Regions from separate parts of the Bicyclus anynana genome. Here region 1 is linked to region 2. The links are chromatin contacts, called in public Hi-C maps. All regions are on one chromosome and are shown on one strand. The core of a region is the stretch at or near the end of the contact, and the rest is flanking DNA. Distances in the headings are between cores, read along the strand shown. Region 1 has its middle 13 kb from the start of LOC112052596. Region 2 holds the start of LOC112052590 (probable G-protein coupled receptor Mth-like 1).

The links. A called contact is a pair of places that touch in the nucleus more often than the background predicts.
Region 1: a Hi-C map of whole larva shows a contact between it and region 2, with 4 times the contacts expected there. The contact joins the enhancer-like site here to the promoter of LOC112052590 in region 2. A contact is called at or near these places in 2 of 2 Hi-C or Micro-C datasets (whole body and whole larva).

What each region holds. Positions count from the first base shown.
Region 1 is chr5:199,048-202,492 of ilBicAnyn1.1, forward strand. No RefSeq gene overlaps it. Among protein-coding and RNA genes, the nearest start is that of LOC112052596, 13 kb to the right of the region's middle. Within about 2 kb of position 1,699, at least 8 of the 8 cell types and tissues checked have open chromatin away from gene starts, as enhancers often do.
Region 2 is chr5:60,067-63,447 of ilBicAnyn1.1, forward strand. LOC112052590 (probable G-protein coupled receptor Mth-like 1) reads left to right here and starts at 1,391. Exons shown (of 2, transcript XM_024091733.2): 1 at 1,391-2,753. The coding sequence starts at 1,687.

The DNA of each region.
Region 1 (3,445 bases), core at 449-2,948, 140 kb after region 2:
CGTAAATATTCGCCTCGTCCCAGCGAGGCGGCGGCGGCGGCGGCGCGGCTCCGTACGTTGCGCTACTAAACTGATTATTATTATTTACTACTACTGAAGTACTGAGTACACGGAACACACATCAATGTCTGGTTTGTTTTATCTCTATCGCTCACACTTTTACTGTGCCGTAAATCCGTTTGAACCAATCATTGTAACAGAGTAGCAGACATTGAACTAATTAATTTTATAAGACGTTAAAATCTGCCAGTTTTAGAGTCTGTTTCAACACTTTATGATAAGTGTTGGACGGACTAAACTATGTTTTGTGTCTTTCTTACTTTATGTCAAGAGACAAAGACTAAATTTGTATCTGATACTTATCAGAGGGTGCAATAAATAGGCCCTAAATATGCAAGATTTAGTGCTTTGAGCTTTTGGTTCTTAAGCTACTTAATACAATTTCTTACGCACGCAGCTAGTGATGAAAGTGAAGGTGAAGGCTGAAGATATTGTTCGTAAAATGAAAACAAATCGCGACTTTCCAAACATAATAACATCAGCGTCAGCGAGCTACCGCGGGATTATCCGAGGGATTCCCCGCGGCCCGCTGCGCTGATTGCTCGCGGGGATCACAATTATTTTTATTTTGTACTAATCTTATGTTTTTGTGACAAGACTGTTCTTGTTCCAATAGTCGTACTCGTCAATGATCTTACAGGGAAAAGCTACCAATACCTTGAAACGCTTCCACTTGGTTGTTGGACCAAGTGTCGTATGCATCGACAGTCCACATCGGTGTAGCGTCGCCACTGATCTTAATAGTTCAGCAGAAACTGAAGTAACTTAATATTAACGATAAACGTAGCCCGCAGCCTGCGCCAGTGTCTCTATGGTCGGCCAGACCCCAACCCGGCGAGAGGCTCACAAGTGCCGCTCTGAGATAAAAGATTTATCACAGCGATGGGTTTTACTGGCAGATAAGCTACGTGCAGATAGGCTAAGTACGGGTAGGCTATGTGTAGATATCTCGGAGGGAAGGCTGTTGTTACAAAAACGAGCGGCTAAACGGCGCGGGTCTCGTTGACCCACATTTGGTGTCGCTATACAGAACTACACGCCGAGCGGCCAGTCGAGTGTTACAGTGTCATACGCTAGCCCTTGCCCGTATAACACTCGACAGATATAAAGGATACCGCATATTCGCTTATGTTGGTAGCTGAGCGCAGGGCCGGACTTCTCCGCTACAGGTTTACTTGTATTACAGGGGGTTTGGATCCTTCACTTTGTTCCAAGCGGGTATGTTGTTAAAGTGCTAATATACGTCTTTGTAACGATCATTATCATAGACGTCCACAGCGACGCTTTTAAGTGCTCTCCAAGGCACAGGGGTGTATCAACGCCTTTCCAACCCCGTTGGAAACTATATTATCTGAAGACACCGCCATGTACACTTGTACAGCCCAAGTCTCAATCTATCAAAAACCTGGGACCGTACATCCACACCGGCTAACACTACTACTGGACTAACACGACAGTAATGTTTGTCTTTATAATAAAACAAGTAGATACATTTAGTGATAATGTCGGTGTGCGGTGAGCCTCTATCTCGGAAACTGGCAGTAATTCAAACAAGAAAGTACAAATATTAGTACACCTCGTACCTAACAAGATTGAGTCAGTACGCAGCGAAGTCGTAAAACAGAAGTAGCACATCTGGCGCGACCCACATGAGCTATCTGCCAGCGCCGCGCCGGCCGCGCTCACAGACTACGGGAACATAGATGTAACAGTAAACGAAATTCACAAACACGAGACCCATATTTTTGAAATACAGCAAATAAAAAAAATTATAAAATATGGTTATTTTAAAACAATGGCATTCGATTACATATAAAATGAACATGATTTTTTCATAATCTATACATAATCTAAAAGAAAATCCTCTGCCGCGTCTGTATGTCTGTTTGCAGTAAACTGAACGGATTTTCAGAACCTCTTAGTGAAATAATATAAAACAAATTGCATCGACTACCTTAATATTATTTTTTTCCGATTGTGTAAATGCCGTAGGCTCCACAATGGGATCTCAACGGCGTCACCGGGGGGTTCGGGCGAGCGCAGAAGCATCGCCTGATGGGGCTCAAAGACAGAAGCAAAGTAAAAGGGTGAAACGACTCTCTAAGGGCGTCTTTGAGACGGACGTCTCGGACCTCGGCTTAGAGGGTCTTTCGGGAAGGATGTCGTAACCTAAGTGTATCAGTCCGGGCGCCCCCGAGATCGTGAGTTAAAAAGCCTACGTCCAGGTGACTTCAGACATCGTACGTCCAGGTGACTTCAGTAACGCCACTGTTTCTCGAATGTTGGCGTTCTATTTTTTTTTCGATTCTTTGGTTTCAGCAAGATACGAGTGCAATAAAAGCTTGTAAAACAAAGGTGGGCTAGCGGTGGTAGAGCGGCCGTGAACCGAAGCTGCGGTTAATCTTGTTTGATCAGCTCTGTTTGTTCGCTCACGTGCTCGTGTGCTGGGCAAACGTTCGGCGCGACTGGAGTGGAACTTTCCTTTAGTGTGAAACAGTGCGCCGCAGTTCCATCGAATGCTAATATTATGCACTTTAGTGTCGGCGAAACTGGCGACCCACACAGAAGCGAAGGTGGGCTCCCACAGTGCTTACTCAAATCCGCCAAAACTTTGTTGGTTCAAAGCGTTGGATCTTTATTTAGTGATAGTTCACTTTTACGTTTTTTAGAAGTTCCATAATAAATTGCAATATCATTTCAATCTTTAATTAAAAAGTTAGTACTATCGATCTGAAGTTGGAACGTTGGCGAAGTCGATTCGCCAGAGAAAACGTGAACTCGTCATTCCTTGTGTCCGGTGGCTAGCACAAGGTTTCAAATACATAAACATAAATTGTATAAAATGGAAAATTGCAATACACAATTGCAATTTACAATATAGGTAGGTTCGTAATGACTAATGAGTTCTTGATGAGAGCCGTAATAGCCCAGTGGATATGACCTCTGCCTCCGATTCCGGAGAGCGTAAGTTCGAATCCGGTTCAGAGCATGCACCTCCAACTTTTCAGTTATGTGCATTCGTGTCTCAAACGGTGAAGGTAAACCTGCATACTACCTGAGAATTTTCTTAATTCTCTACATGTATGAAGTCTGCCAATCCGCATGGGCCAGGATGGTGGCCTAGCCCCTCTCTCATTCTGTTCGTTGACAATGACGATAATGATGGTAGGTCGGGGCCGGGATGTTCACACTGAAACATGAAAGTGATGGAAGCTCTTGTGTTTTTGGTTACTTGTGCTCTATGATATCTCCCACGTAAAAGGTCAATCTTAAGGTGCTACTTGCCGTTATGGCCTACATTAAATGCAAGTATCATCTACTAGCTCGAGTTTTCCCTCCCGTGGACCGGCAGCACGCGTCCCTATCGGCCACGATGCGAGTGTAG
Region 2 (3,381 bases), core at 141-2,640:
GTACGTAATAAGAAAAATAAGTGTAATAACTGTACGAGAATAACATGGTGGTTTTGTTATCCAAATGTTTTATATTGTTTTACTCTTCATGTTATCACTAAAAATATTAAAATGAAAAAATTTAATAATTAAATACAACCGACTTCAAAATCACAAGAATGTTTCTACTTAACTAAAAAGTGAAAAATAACATCGTATGTGCTACCTTTTAATTAGTATGAAGGCGGTACTAAGCTTGTGATGTAATAATACAAGCCGTTTAAACCATAAAGATTTAGGATTTTCAGGAACAGCTTTCATTAACACAGCACTAACTAAAGGTAGCACATACGATGTTATTATTTACTTTTTAGTCTAATAGAAACATTCTTGCGATTTTGAAGTCGGTTGTAGGTATTATTTTATTAAAATTTTTTAGAGCTGCAGATATAAAAAAATGTCCATAAATCATGAATAAAATGCGAAATGGAATAGGGATAAAAACATTTAAACCCTAAAGGGTTGAAAAAGTTAGTCTTTTGGATAAAAGTATAAACCCATGCCAAGTAGTAGCGGCGCGCGGCGCGGGCGAGCTGGCGGCGACTTCAACGCGTGCGAGGCTGCGGCGGGCTCTCGCACTCGCACTTGGAAATGTAATCATTATTGTTTCGAGAACATTAAAATGCTGATGTCGGTACGGAAAATTATTTACTCCATCGAAAATCATTTATCATTTTCGTAGCGCAACAGATATTCTTTTATAAGTAAACAAATCATGCAAAAAAAAACCGGCCAAGTGCTTGTCGAGCCACGCGCAGTGTAGGCGTTCCATAGATTAAATTAGTACTTATTAAATAATACAAGTAAGGTAAAGGTAAGTATACCTTAAGATAGACGATAAAAAAATCATCCTCACTTTGCATGTAGGGATTTTTTTTTAAAAAGGAAGTTACTACGTTCTACCACCTGATCACTTTGCAGGCGGTGCTAAGCCGGTGATCTGTTAATTTAAGCCGCTTCTGAAAGAGTTACATGAAAGAACGCTGTCTGAAAAACATAAATCTTTACGATATTCTTACATGGTTTGATATATACATCACCGGGTTGGCTCCGTCTTCAAGTGGTCTGGAGGTAGAACATGTAAGTATGATGTTATCGTTCGCTTTCTTAGTTTAGTCGGTACGTTTTATGTTTTAAATTTTTTTTTATCTTGTAATTGAAACACTCGTACAAAAATAGTTCCTCATTCGGAAAGCTTTAATAAGAAGAGGTCTGATTATAATGAGTGACTTCGCACCCGCGAGCACCAGCAGCAGCACCTCGGGCCGCGCCGGCTCGCTGCGCCGCGCGCTCGGCCCGCCCTCGGGCTTGTGCCGTCGCGTCGCGTCGCGTCGCGCGCTGCAGCGTGCAGCCGCCGGCCGCGGGACTCCACGCCCGGCCCCCGCGCCCGCCGCACGCGTGCTCTGTGCTCCTCCTCCCTCCGCCCGACGACTTTCAATTCGTCACGCGAGTCGTGAGTCGAGCCGAGTTCGTTTCATCAGTTCAGTCACTCCCGAGCCCTCGCAGTGAGAGCACGCGCGCCCGTGCCGTGCGCCCACACACACGTGCTTCTGTGACGAGCGAATGTTGTGTTTACAAACTGTTCCGACGGCGACCGGTGCAGTGATCGTTGTCGGTGACCGTCGCACGGGCATGCGGTGAGCCGCCATGCTGGCGGCGGCGCTGCTGGCGCTGCTGTGCGCGCGCTGGGGCGGCGCGGGGCAGCCGGCGCCCGCCGCGCTCGTGCCGCGGTGCTGCCCGCCCGAGCGCGAGCTGGCGCCCGACGCGCTGCGCGTGGACGTGCTGCGCGCCGAGGACGTGCCGGCGGCGTGCGTGCCCGCGTCGCGCGCCTGGGCGCCGCTGGTGTACGCGCCGGTGCGCTCGGCCTTCCTGGAGCGCGGGCGCGTGCCGGCGCACTGGCGCCTGCAGTACGAGCGCGTGCCGGCGTGCGCGGGCGGCGAGCTGCGCGTGCTGCGCGAGCACGCGGCGGCGTACGCGCTGCTGGCCAACAGCGGGCTGCTGCAGCTGCGCGGCGCGGCGCGCGGCCTGCCGCCGGAGCGCTGGTGCGCGGACGCGGGCGTGGCGCTGGCGTGCGCCGAGGACGCGGGCGGGCGCGGCGTGGCCAAGTGCTGCGCGCCGGGGCACGCGTTCGACGGCGCGCGCTGCGTGGCGGCGCCGGCGCGCGCGGAGGAGACGCTGCGGGAGCTGCGCGCGCGCGCCAACGACAGCGCGGTGGGCGCGGGCTGGCCGGCGTGCGCAGAGGGCTCGCAGTACGCGGTGGCGGGCGCGCTGGCGGCGGCGCGGCTGGAGGCGGGCGGCGCGCTGCGGCTGGGCGGCGCGCGGCTGGAGGCGGGCGCGTGGTGCGCCGAGGCGGTGGGCGCGGAGGCGGGCGCGCGTGTGCTGGCGTGCGCGGCGCGCGCGGCGGGCGCGGCGCCGGGCGGCGCGCGGCGGCTGCTGTACGGCGCGGGGCTGGCGCTGGGCGCGCTGTTCCTGGCGGCCACGCTGGCGGCGGGCTGCGCGCTGCCGGCGCAGCACCACGCGCTGCACTGGCGCTGCCAGACGCACTACGTGGCGGCGCTGATGCTGGGCGACGCGCTGCTGGCGGGCACGCAGCTGGCGGGCGAGCGCGTGCCGCCGCCGCTGTGCCGCGCGCTGGCCGTGTGCATGCACTTCCTGTTCCTGTCCGCCTTCTTCTGGCTCAACACCATGTGCTTCAACATCTGGTGGACGTTCCGGTGAGTGTCGCGCCAGCGCCAGTGCTAGTAGCTAGTGCAGTGCCAGTGGAGTGGGAACTACTTGAGGGTCGTGTAGTTTAAACTCGTAGCGAATATCTAGATAGTAAACATTGAACAAACAGACAGCACCGACAAAGGTACATTTATCTCGGGAAAGTTAGCTTGAACCTGACGGTACTAACACAGAATAAAGTATATCCAGAATGAGTCTTCGTAATACCAACGTAGTCTTGCCTGACAAATACCTCGATTTTGAGAAAAAAGATCCAACAAAACAAGTGAAGTGTAATTTGTGACTACCATGTTTTAGGGTTGGTTTTTGTAGTGTAAGGAGTTTTTGTAAAACAATTTCTTCAGGATTTTTTATGATTTTTCATGATTTTTAATCAGCCGTACTATAGATAGATAGAGATTAGGTTATTAAAAATACAAAAAATATATAAAATGACATTTCTAAGAACAAAACCAAGTAAACTTACAAAATAAACAACATGAAAACAAAAAAAGAACATACATACCTACTCTATTATATTGTCCGTGGATTGGATGGGTTATAATTTATAACCCATCCATTATAACTTATAATCGGGACGAAATCACGAAAGTAACAAGTAGTTACGTTGATCCC